Linked DNA regions of Mus musculus: regions 2 and 3 are each linked to region 1. The links are chromatin contacts, called in public Hi-C maps. All regions are on one chromosome and are shown on one strand. The core of a region is the stretch at or near the end of the contact, and the rest is flanking DNA. Distances in the headings are between cores, read along the strand shown.

Evidence for each region. Hi-C and Micro-C count contacts between places; a contact is called where the count stands out from the background.
Region 2: a contact with region 1 is called in a Hi-C map of nephron progenitors, with 2.8 times the contacts expected there. The contact joins the promoter of Nr2f1 here to the enhancer-like site in region 1. A contact is called at or near these places in 11 of 39 promoter capture datasets (the C10 cell line, cranial neural crest, embryonic stem cells and 5 more), 3 of 484 Hi-C or Micro-C datasets (cortical neurons, embryonic stem cells and nephron progenitors), 15 of 115 datasets of contacts at active chromatin or transcription factors (VIP interneurons, astrocytes, differentiating embryonic stem cells and 7 more) and 3 of 9 other capture datasets (adipose tissue, embryonic tail and embryonic trunk).
Region 3: a Hi-C map of nephron progenitors shows a contact between it and region 1, with 2.9 times the contacts expected there. The contact joins the promoter of 3110006O06Rik here to the enhancer-like site in region 1. A contact is called at or near these places in 1 of 484 Hi-C or Micro-C datasets (nephron progenitors), 4 of 115 datasets of contacts at active chromatin or transcription factors (the NIH/3T3 cell line, astrocytes, embryonic forebrain and 1 more) and 2 of 9 other capture datasets (embryonic tail and embryonic trunk).

Annotation. Positions count from the first base shown.
Region 1 is chr13:76,808,602-76,812,661 of GRCm38.p6, reverse strand. The region is part of intron 10 of Mctp1 (multiple C2 domains, transmembrane 1); the gene reads right to left. Among named protein-coding and RNA genes, the nearest start is that of Gm24519, 210 kb to the right of the region's middle. RefSeq lists an enhancer at 783-2,783. Within about 2 kb of position 1,956, at least 53 of the 459 cell types and tissues checked have an H3K27ac peak or open chromatin away from gene starts, as enhancers often do. A contact at or near this core is called in VIP interneurons, cortical neurons, embryonic tail and 6 more, where this site is marked.
Region 2 is chr13:78,197,021-78,201,080 of GRCm38.p6, reverse strand. Nr2f1 (nuclear receptor subfamily 2, group F, member 1) reads left to right here and starts at 2,208. Exons shown (of 3, transcript NM_010151.3): 1 at 2,208-2,961. The coding sequence starts at 2,508. It overlaps A830082K12Rik (RIKEN cDNA A830082K12 gene), which reads right to left and starts at 3,064. Exons shown (of 3, transcript NR_045195.1): 1 at 2,859-3,064.
Region 3 is chr13:78,169,178-78,173,237 of GRCm38.p6, reverse strand. 3110006O06Rik (a long non-coding RNA gene) reads right to left here and starts at 1,950. Exons shown (of 2, transcript XR_003950646.1): 1 at 1,546-1,950. Gm38604 (a long non-coding RNA gene) reads left to right here. Exons shown (of 3, transcript XR_873690.3): 2 at 3,265-3,353.

The DNA.
Region 1 (4,060 bases), core at 707-3,206:
ATATATTTGATAAGAATGGCTTATTGTTAAAAGGGTACTTTTCAGTTTCTGCATTTACAGTCTGAATTTTTTAAAATGCAATACTAAAAGAAAGCAAGTTCCTGGTGAGGGGAGTGTGGGACGAAAGGGGACAGAAGGCCCAACTGCCGCAGGTTCTGAAGCTTCTGTGAGCTAGTTTCATTCTTAGCAAATATCTGAAGAACCTTAATGCATATATCCCATGTGAGTTTGTACATATGGATATTTTTCTAAATCATGTACATTATCATAACAAGAATGCCTTCTGATGCTTTATGAATTAGATAAAATAGTTAATCAAAGTATACTGCTAAAAAACTTATGTAGCTTATTCAAAAGCAAATGGAGACATTAACTTATATCATGGACATAAAGCATACCTTGGAAACAGTTCAATTTTTTGATATTTATTCTTTGTATCAACAAACACAATCTTTCTTTTCTTTTTAAATTTTCTTTATTAACATTTCAAATTTTATCCCTTTTCCTCATTTCCACTTGTAAAGCCTTCCTACCCTCCACCGCCTGCTCACTAACCTACCCACTTCTGCTTCCTTGTCCTGGAATTCCCCTACACTGGAGCATCGAGCCTTCACAAGACCAAGGGTCTCTCCTCCCATTGATGACCGACTAGGCCAGCCTCTGCTGCATATGTAGCTGGAGCCATGAGTCCCATCAAGTGTACACTTTGATTGGTAGTTTAGTCCCTAGGAGCTCTGGGGTACTGGTTAGTTCATATTGTTGTTCCTCCTATGGGGCTGCCAACCCCTTCAGCTCCTTAGGTCCTTTCTCTAGCTCCTTCATTGGGGACCCTGTGCTATGTCCAATGGATGACTGTGTGCATCCATTTCTGTAACAAATATAATCTTAAGATAGTAAATAATGGCAATACCTTCATGTATTTCCTTTAGCTATAAATTATTTTACTCTCTTCTTTTATCTGCTCCATTAGGTGGAATGATGTATATTTTAAAGGCTGCATATATTCTCTTCTTCCATCATAGATTTTAACTAATGATCATAAAATGAAGACAATGCTTATTGGACACTGTCAGCATAATTACATGACAATGGCAACTACAGGTCCATGTTGCTAAAACTCATACTGCTACAATGCCATGGGGGAAACAAGCTGGCGTCCCCATTCAACAAGACAACAGGATTTGGAAAAACATTTGACACAACAACTACATGCATTTTGTACAATTTGCTAAATGAACACACTGGTTATTTTTTAAGGAGAGTGTATTATTTAAAGGCTGTTTTACATATAATATTGTATATACGATATATATTATATATATTATATCTATGTATACCTGCATGCTACTAATGTCTCCAACTGGCCATAATAGCTTTCAGGATCTGACTTGATTTTTCTCTTCTACAGCCTGCTTTTTTATTTTCTTTTTCAGAATAGACCCATAATGTTTAGGGGACATACCAAGAATAATAAATCCCAATCTCTGCATATAATATACCTTCATGACACACTCAAGCTGGAAATCATAGGAACCAATAAAAACGTAGGCAGCTACTGATAATGAGGTCAGAAATACAAATAAATTTACTTTTAATGAAGACTGGAGGCACAGTAATCACAGTGTTCAAATTCATTTCATGCATATCTCATTTGCTTCGTAGCTGATATTTACCACGCAAGTCTGTGAGAAAGTAGAGACCTAAGATGCTCCAGATAAATGGCTCAATTAATTGTACAGAGGTAGACCTCTTTGAGCTGAGCCAGAGCTGTGAGCTCTTTATTAAAAGCACTATTCTGTAGCCCCTAACCTTGTTCCTTGACTCCTCTCTGGTTTCCAATTTAAACAAGTCCCCATGCGGCCTGCTCTAAAGGGCTTTGTCTCCCTGTCATTGTTAAGAGAGCAGAGGCATCCAGGAAGTGTGAAATCAGACCTCATGAGTTGAACGGTTCCCCAGGGAACGCTGGACTGCCGCAGAAGGTCAAAGTCATGGGCCGGACCGTCTAAAAGTGTCTGATCGCTGGTCTGTGACACAGCAAGTTGGGGGTGGGGGCTAGACTGAAGAGGACTGCAATTGAACACATCTTAATTAAAGCCCACAGACAGCAAAACAAAATGTTTTCTAGGCAGCCTGTCAAATGGGGCTTAAATTTAGCTCTGCTAATGAATCTGAGCTGCTCACTGTTATTTTGTAAGATAATAAGACTCTCATCTCAGAGGCCGATTTAAAAAAAAAATCTGTAGCGTGTCTTTTTATGCTGTTTTGTTACTTAAATATTTTTCAACAATGAAGACAGTTTTCCAAAAGGAAAACATGGAAAAAAGTATATGCAAATAAAGGGGGCACTAAACATTTCTTTTTAATAACTACTTGTTTTCTAGACTATGAGGCTGATATGCTACAAGTCTTTTATGAACAGCTTAGTTTAGGGAGAAATGTTCAATTAATGGGACAATTTTAATGACTATGAATCATAACCCCCCCTTCTATTACTTTCTGAAAGAAATGGTACATTCATTTTCAAAGTCAGTTCACCTGGGATAGGACAGTTTGTGTGGGCACCCTTTAACACAGTGGCAAGGCAGAGCAGCTTCTCAAAGGTTCCCAGTTCCCCGTATCACTGTTTCTGAAGCTGACCAGCTGGTCTCCCTGGAGAGGCTGTGACCTCTTCCTCAGGAGAAAAAAAACAAAACCCACAAACGATAACAACCAAACCTCCTACAACCCTGGTAAAATGAGGAGGGGGTGTGGAACCACCACAGCCCAGGGCAAAGCTGAGAGAAGGGCTGCTGAGCAGAACTCACAATCTGGAGAAAGTGGGAGCAAGGGCTGAGAAAGAGAACTCTCCTCTTCCTTTTGAAACTTGAAAGAACTCATCATCGGTTTAAAGATAACTCACTAAATTTTCTTCAAAGAAAGTCTCACTCAATACAGAAGAAATGAACAAGTAGAAATTAGGCTCCTCTCTCTCTCTCTCTCTCTCTCTCTCTCTCTCTCTCTCTCTCTCTCTCTCTCTCTCTCACACACACACACACACACACACACACACACACACACACATACACACTCCTCAGTTGGTCTTTCTGGTCCCATAATCTGGCCAGTTTTAGGGAACATGTGATTTCATGCTGGAAAGATTATTCCCCAGTGAACAGGACCAGTCAGCCCCTAGTTTTGCTTTGATGGTACAGAGAAACAGGAACCTTTCTCTGGGCAGCTGACTTGAGGACATTGTACTTAGAAGTATTTTCAGTTACTCAAACATTTTCCCTTAAAAGAATTTAGTGCATCAAAGTTTCAAACCTTAGTGCCACTTTCTCAGGCTGTGAAAGGCTGTCCACAATTTGACTGAAATTTCAATCCACTCCTGTGCTGTGCTCAATGTGTGCATATGTGTGGGAGTTGTAAATTGAGGCCTTAACCACCAGAGTTAATCTCTTTTTTAAATCTGTATTAACCTTAATGATCTGAAGTGCACTGGCCAACACTGGGCTATTGAGACAGAAGAAAAAACTCTCCTTGACTATCAATAGTTTATTAGGGGCTTAACTGAAGTGACCTACTGTAGTTGTGTTCTGCCGAACAAGGCTATAGGCTTTTTGTGGAAAGGGAAGGAATTGAGGGTTTCATTAAAAAGTAATTTGTGCTTTCTACTCACTCATTCAAAGAGAGTCTCAATTGCTCTCTATTCACACAGAGTTAATACAGTATCACAATGTTTCTCAATGAATGTGTTGTAACAAAAGAAAAATTCTACATTTTGAAAGGAAAAAAATTCTTTGTAACTGTAGTAAGATTGATAGCTACTTAAAAGATTACAGAATCTTTCTTCCCTGTGCTCATTTAATGTTGGAATATTAAGTAAAATTGTGCTCAAATTATGTGACTGTATGCTGCAATAATTAAAAGCAATGAAAACATATATGAAAGTTGGTCACGTGTAAGTTTGTCTTGTTTGGTTTGTTTTAGAGAAAGTATTCTGATGCCAAATACCTTCTAACAATAGCTTCATTTGGACCAGGTCAAAAAATATTCCTGCTTTAGCATAGAGAATCACTCA
Region 2 (4,060 bases), core at 959-3,458, 1.4 Mb before region 1:
ATAAAATGAGCGGGATACAGACTAAGATTATATTGAATGTGAACTAAGATTCTAAACCAAGTAGACTTCACAAATCATTAAAATGATGGAGTTTTTTTCCTCATTAATTTTTTTCTTAACGTTTTCAGTGCCACTCCTTACGCTCATAAAACCTAATTCTGAAAAGTTTTCATAAGATATACAGTAATTTCTTTCTCCTCGTTTTTTCCCATCACAACGCGTTCTCCCCTCATCATCCCTTTCCCCTCGTGTGTGTGTGTGTGTGTGTGTGTGTGTGTGTGTGTGTGTGACCATACACGACCCATACTAATCAGGTCTCAGAGTAAATAGCAGCGCAGGGCGATCTCAATGTAAATTATGCTTGTCAGAAGCACCCCCCCCCTCACTTTCTCTTCTCCTCCCCTCGACATCCCAGACTGTAGGTAGCTGGGGGGAGGGGAAAAGGACTTTCCAACCAATGGCGTGAAGGAGGCTTGGCTAACCTTAGCCTCCCATTTTCTCTCCCCCCCCCCACCCCCCATTCAGGGCTCTGACCAGTCAGTCGCCTTTGATTATCAGTTGCCAGCAGCCCTTCTCTTGGCTCCTTGACACGAGCTCCATATAAGGCAGAGATCTCCATAGAAACGTGTCAGTTTCAATAGTAGTGTCAAAGTTCACTATATACAGACATTCGCGCAGATCCCCCTTTCGGAAACATTGCTCTGAGTGTCCTCCCGTTTAAACGCATTCAATTTTTTGGTCCCTCTCCTCTCCTCTCCTCTCCTCTCCTCTCCTCTCCTCTCCTCTCCTCTCCTCTCCTCTCCTCTCCTCTCCTCTCCTCTCCTCTCGCCCCTCTCTCCCTCCTCTCCTTTCTCTCACCCACTCTCCTCTTGCCCTATCTCTCCCCCTTTCTTTTCCTTACATATTCTACTAGTTGTCGCCCTTCCTCTTTCTCTCCCTCCTTTTCTCTTTCACTCCTTTCCTCTAGAAGAGAGAAGACTAAACTTGAAAAAAAAAGGAGGAGGAGGCACCCCTCAGTATTCTTCTTATCGTTATTATATATATATATGTATGTATATATATATATATATATATGATTTTTTTTGGAGGGAGGGTGTTGGTTCCCAGCTGAAGAGCACTTATTTAAAATACTAAAAAAAGAACATTTTTGGGCGATCTCCAGGGTTTTTTAACTAGCTCTGTGTGTTATAGCAGAAGAAGCAGAAGAAGCAAGAAAGAGGAAAAGAAGAGGATTATTTATTCGACCTACTTTGGATGTCTCTCTCGCTTTCTCTTTTTCCTTATTTTCTCAAGCATTTTCTTCTGATTTTTATTTTTTTCCTATTTCGCTGTGAATTCGTCGCTGGCGTGAATTATCTCGTATTTTTCTCCCCCTTCCGTCACCTCCCGAAAGAAGAAGGCAGAGAGAACCCGGCGCCACCCGCACAACAAAAAGAGCAAAGTGTGTGATCTTCCTCGCCGGCTGCCTCCCGCTCTCCAGCGCTGCCTTCCTGAATGGCTGGCTGCGTCCGGCCCTGGACCTGGCCCCCAGACACCCGAGCGCCCTGATCCTCGCCGGCAGCTTCGTCCCGATCCTGCTCGACTCTCCCAGCTCCCCGCACTCTTGAAACCGGGCGAGGGCTCCCGCCAGGACAGCGGCGGCGGCACGGGCAGCACCGGCCTCGGCTCGCTCTCGGGCTGCGGCCCCGACTCCGGCTCGGACTCCCGCCCGGGCCCGGGCTCCTCCAGCGGAGCACGCAGCGGCGGCCAGCTCCTCCAGCAGCGTCTGCAGCCGCGACCTCCTCCTCCGCGGCCGCCGCCGCCCTCGCCGCTTCCTCTATGTCGGCTCAGCCCGCGCTCTGCGCGTAGCCCCAGCGGCCAGCGGCCAGCGGGCGGGCGGGCGGGCGGGCGGGCGCCCGGCGCGGGTGAGCGAGTGTGTGTGCGAGTGTGTGTGTGCGCGGGGGTGCGGGCGAGGCGGAGGGCGAGAGTGTGCGCGCGCCGTGGCCCATGCCCGCCGCCCCCGGCGCTGCGCCCCGCGCCGCTCCCGGCTGCCGCCTGTGCCATTTCTGATTTTGCAAGTTGGGGAAGAAGAAAAAAGCGAGAGAAGGGAGCTCGCTCGCTGGGGGGTGGGGAGGGGGGAGAGAGAGAGAGGCCCCCCCAGGAACGGAGTGCGGGGGGAGCGGGCGAGGGGAGCAGGGGTGTTGGGGGGGGGGAGCCTGAGAGCCTGGGGGGGCTGCAAAAAGAGAGAAAGAAAACAGCAGGAACCACAACAAAACGCCAGCAGGGCGGGCGGGCGCGCAGCAGCAGCGGGGCGGCTGAGGCAGTAACGGCGGCGGCGGCGGCGGCGGCGCAGGCAGAGGCCGGTGCCCGGCTCGGGCTCGGCTCCGGCGACCCCGGGGCGCCCGGTGGGCCCCCCGCCCCCTCCCCCTCCCCCCTTCCCCTTCCCCTTCCCCTCCCAGCGCGCCCGCGCGCCCCGCGGCCCTCGGCGAGCAGCTCGGCTCCCCCCAGCGCTCCCTGGGCCCAAAGATATGGCAATGGTAGTTAGCAGCTGGCGAGATCCGCAGGACGACGTGGCCGGGGGCAACCCCGGCGGCCCCAACCCCGCAGCGCAGGCAGCCCGCGGCGGCGGCGGCGGCGAGCAGCAGCAGGCGGGCTCCGGCGCGCCGCACACGCCGCAGACCCCGGGCCAGCCCGGAGCGCCCGCCACCCCCGGCACGGCAGGGGACAAGGGCCAGGGCCCGCCCGGTTCAGGCCAGAGCCAGCAGCACATCGAGTGCGTGGTGTGCGGGGACAAGTCGAGCGGCAAGCACTACGGCCAATTCACCTGCGAGGGCTGCAAAAGTTTCTTCAAGAGGAGCGTCCGCAGGAACTTAACTTACACATGCCGTGCCAACAGGAACTGTCCCATCGACCAGCACCACCGCAACCAGTGCCAATACTGCCGCCTCAAGAAGTGCCTCAAAGTGGGCATGAGGCGGGAAGGTGAATATTTCTTCTCTGCTTCTCTCCCTGCGCTTCGCCCGCCTCCCTGCTCTTTCTTTCTCTCTCGCCTTGGTGCCTGTGGCTGTGGGGATGGGGCTTCTGTGGTCCCAGCCGGTCCGGGCTTCCCAGTCTTCGCTGCTTTCCTCCCCCAGCGTCCCCCCCCCCCCAGCTCGCTGCCGCTGCCTCCCCCTCCCGCCCTGCGCTCCTCTCCCCGGCTCCTCCACCCCGCCCGCTGCCTGCTCAAGATTGTGTCCCTGGGATCGTGAGCTGTAGCTTAAAAATCCCTCCCTTCCTCTGTTGGATGTGCTCCGTGTGTGTCTCGTTCCCGCTTGTGTGTGAGGATGCTTGGGGCTGTGCTAGCATGAACTTGGGAGGGGTGATGATTTTCTGCAGAAAACCGTTTCTCTCCGTGTGTGTTTTTGTTTTTTGGTTTTTTTTGTTTTTCCCATTCTACTTTCTCCTCTGCCTCATCGTACCTTTTATTTATAATGGGAGAGGACTGGGGCTGGAGGACCCTGAACCATAGATTCATTGCTGCCACCATCCTTTAGGAAGCTTAGCTTGGAAAAAGAGGAGTGAGATTTATTGCACTTGTAGGTCTAATTAGGGGGGAAGGGGGGCTTCTGGCCTGTTCACTGGCTCCCTCTCCTCTTCAGGGATCTGGGGCCGCCTCCTCCCGAGCTGTGGCCTTGTTTTCACCCCTATACTTTGAAAGGAAAGTTTGTGACTGAACCCTGCTTTCATAGTAGTGTCATTTTTAAAGCTTGATACTCGTTTTATTTCTTCATCAAACTCCACCCTCTGCTTAAATACTGCATACAAATTACAATTTACAACGGCATTTACCGATCCTTCTGATCTGGCTATAATGCACAGACTGCAGCTGGCTTGAGCTTCTGCATCATTTAATCGATGTGTGAGATTTTTTTTTTATTAAGCACAACTTTTGATGTTTAATTTGGATATGCTTCATATTCATGTGGCATGAGATGGAACACTTTTCTTACAAATATATTTAGCGGTTTATAGTTAAAGTTTATCTCCTGGCAATCATTAAACATATCTTATAGTCAAATTAGTGAACCAGTCAATTTCGAAG
Region 3 (4,060 bases), core at 701-3,200, 1.4 Mb before region 1:
TAAATGAGTCCCCAGGTCACTAAGATTCAACAGGTCCCCTTGTAGCCCTGCACACTCCAGCTGCCAAAATGCATTAAGCTCTGTGAGTTTCCATCAGTTTTCATAGAGGGTCCAGCTGCTAGTTTAAACACTTCCACCATGAATGAGTTTCTCTAGTGGCATGAATTTATACACAGTTACTCTTGAGACTGAACTAATGGTCGAATTAAGGGGAACATTCTCTTTGAGGGGAGCAAACGCAGAAGTGACTTTGCAGTGGGGGAGAGAGAATAAAGTTCCTGTGAGTGTGTTGGATGAGAGAGGAACCTTCTTACAGCAGCTCTGAGAGAACAAATTAAAATGCACACAGGTGAAATATTTAACCATTTGCACGTCTCAGTGGAAAGAAAAACATGCTGTTTTGCGGCTAACTTGCTGCTAGGTTAAGAAACTCACTGATGTTTCTATTGCAGTGCTGTGTCAGGTAAAGAAAAGTACTCTCCTGAAATGTATCATATATTTCATATAATACAGAGCAGTGTGGAAATCCGTTTGCTAAGGAAACACACCAGGGTTCTTTACCCATTTCACTTTCTTATCATTTTTTACTTGAAAAGTTTTGCATTAAGTTGTTGTGGAACGGTGTTTATTCACTCTTTAATAGATACATGGTTTTGACAGTCTCACCTGCTCTGAACACCCCAGTGTCAGAGACTCAAGAGAGCGGATGATGCAAATTCTGTTCTCATGAGAGGGGATAAATTTCATTCAAAGCTAAATAAAATAAGGTTCGAGTTTCAACACAGCAAAGGTGTTAGATTTGGAATCTGTAAATCTCCTCTTAGGAGTGGCGCCTGGCGTTGCCAGGGAGACTACGCAGAAAAATCAGATGCCACACGGAAGTGGTCTTCCATTACTGCACTTTGCTCAACGCGATAATTAAAACAAAACAAAATAAGTAAAACGCCAAACAAGGAGATTTATCTAAAACTCCTTGAGAGGACTGAGATTTGAAGCTGAGAAAAAGTGGCGGGTATTAGCCAGAAACCCCTGGGTTGAGGCTGTCAAGTAAGTTGCTGTCAGGCTTTTTAGCTGGCCAGTAGGGCTGCCGAGAGCCTGCTGCAGATCGGCTTCGCTTGCTTCGCTTAAGCTCCTAGGAGCTCCAGAGTTAGTCCGACAGCTTCAGCCAACAGGGTGGTGGGATCAGCGGCTGGTGCATCTGAGTGTGCATTTTTTTCTTTTTTCCCCTTCCTTCCTTCCTTCCTTCCTTCCTTCCTTCCTTCCTTCCTTCCTTCCTTCCTTCCTTCCTTCCTTCCTTCCTTCCTCCCTCCCTCCCTCCCTCCCTCCCTCCCTCCCTCCCTCCCTCCCTCCTTCCTTCCTTCCTTCCTTCCTTCCTTCCTTCCGTTGAAACGTAGATCTGTGGTGACTGAGATTATAGGCCTGTGAATAAAGTGGTCCCATCAGAGACCCTTTAAAGCGGAGTTGTTACAGATTCTGCCACCTAACTGGTGGGAGTGATGAAAAGTTGGTTCAAGAAATTTGGGTTGGGGGAGCAAAGACGCTTACCAAGGTGACTGCGGGGTGGAGCTACGTTCTACTCCGCGCAGACTAGATGCAAATTCGGGAGACTCGCTGGCAAAGGGAGAGTCAACTCTGGGCGCTAAGATTATTACCGGGCAGGGAGCAAGCAAGACTCTCCACCCACAAACTGTAGTCTTTAAGCTCACTGTTGTTTTGGGCTCAGATCAGAGGTTTCAGAAGAGAATATCCTATGGCGTGGGAGTGGCTGGAGTGAGGAATCCCGCTAGGCCTGAACTTTGGGGTTCGGGCCAAGGGGAGAAGAAAGGGGAAGCTGGGCGCTGTCCATGGTTCTGGGAAGAGCACGGTGCCTTCACGTAGCTTCTTTTAGCTGTCTCCAAACTGAGGTGAGGTGTAAAAAGTAAAAAGGGACACCAACTCACAGGATTAGAAAATTTCCCTCCTAGCAAATGTGGAAAATACAAAAGTGACAGCACAATAAAAAATATTCTAGGCGGGTCCTACTTTCATTTCTGGTTCATTACAGCGTAGACAGCAGTGTTAACTGGTCATTCGTTGTTGTGGGGTATTTTCCTCCTTAAAGTGTATCATCACACTTCAAACTATGTAATCAGCAATTGCTGATTGCAAAATAAAGAGGAAAGAAAAGAGAAAAAGCATTACTGGACACTCTAAATATGTTCAAGGGTAGGATAGTTAGCTATTTCAAGAGTGCTAGGGATAAAAGCAGAGGGTGACTTAACTGTGCTAGATCCCATTTTATTGAGGAAGATATACTTTTCACCTAAATACTTCTTTGAATTCTACACTTGTGAAATACTATAGATGTCAACAAGAATAAAAGGAGCGATTTACCTGTTGGATAGGAATTAATTCTGTGTTGTAAAGCAATGCTTTTAATTGCATTATTAAAAAGCAAAACAATCTTTTTTTTTTTACAAAAGGCTTGTGATCAGAAAGAAAGCAAATTCAGACAGAAATAATTTCAATAATAATGTAAAGAACTGCAAATAGAAATATAAGCTCTGTAAACATAAATGTAAGCTATCCAGAAAGGCACCATGTTCTTGAAAAGCATTGTACATAATGATATAACAAATGCATCATGCAATGTTTAGCTAAGCCAGAATTGTGAGAAACAGGGAAAGAATTGACCATAATTGTTTTAATCATGGAAATCTTATGTAGCCTCAGCACCTTGAATCCATGTGACAATGAAGAAGAAAGAGGACATGAATCCAAACAGCTGACACAATGATCGGCAGCAACTGACAGCATCACATTTGATATTTGATATCAAGCACTAGATCAATATTTGTGAGATCAATGCAATTTTAATGGTTTTCTTTCAAAACTGCATGAAAGCCAAGTTGTGTCACTCTGTGCTACTGTTATCTCTAGAGCTGGTTATTTCAGGGGATGATATTAAGTAATTTACTGAAGCAAAGCAAAAGGGGTGAGGGTGGGAGAATACACCACAAAACACAACTTACTGTGAATATTGCTTCAGCTGACACATTCTGATGGTCCATGGGTCCAGGATGTACTACATGTTTATGTAAAAACTCCACTTATTTAAGTGTGACTTAAAAAGATGAAAAGCTTTGGAAAAATAATTAGGAGGTATGGGGGGGGCACGATGAGCTGGATCAGAGAGCAATCTTTGACATTGTAAGAATTAGGTGGTAGCTGAACAAACACAAATGTTCATGATAGAAAGGGTGACTGTGGTCTTCCCTCCTATAGGACCAAGTAGGAAAGAACACATTCTTCTCCATTCTTGGCAGAGCAGAGCTGAGAGCAGCACCTGATACTTAAGCAATGCTCCCACAAAGGTAAAATAGAAACAAAACAAAAACAAAAACCCAGGTAGGTATAAACAGTAAAACTGAAATGTTGTTGGTGTTGCTGGTGACCTGACACAGGAGAACACAGTTCTCTAACCTTTAGTTCTATTTGGATGGAATTCTTAACTTGGACTTACTGGGTTTTAGAGATCCACTTTTGAGGAGTTTCGACTTAAAGGGATCCAAGGCCTTCATTCTGGAAGGAAACTCCTGGGGAGGGCGCCAGAGGTTATGCAGCTAGAGGAGCCCATCTCAGTAGGCCCCACACACAGGTGACAAGAGCACTGGGGGGTGCTCTTGACAAGCAGAGGTTTGATTTCTCAAATGAGGAAGACCAAGAAATAGCTTTCATTCATAATTCAATTTTAATTTAAAACTTATGGGGGGTTGCTTTTCACTGAAATAATAGGAACATTTTAGGAAATTTCTGACACCTAGATTTAAAGACCTATCAATCTCTAGACAGAGAATAAAATACTTTGAAACTATGGCATTCTCACCCCCAAGTGCTTCCCTTTTCTTGACTCTAACATGTTGTCTGAAGTAATGAACTTTAAATGAAGTTCACACACCAGTGCTTTTACAAAAGTGCATCTCCATGTTGTACTCTTTAAGAAACTAGGTAGAAACAGAATTTTCCAGAATTTTAATAATTCCATTTTAAAAAACCCACCACAGTTTGCATGTGTCTCTAT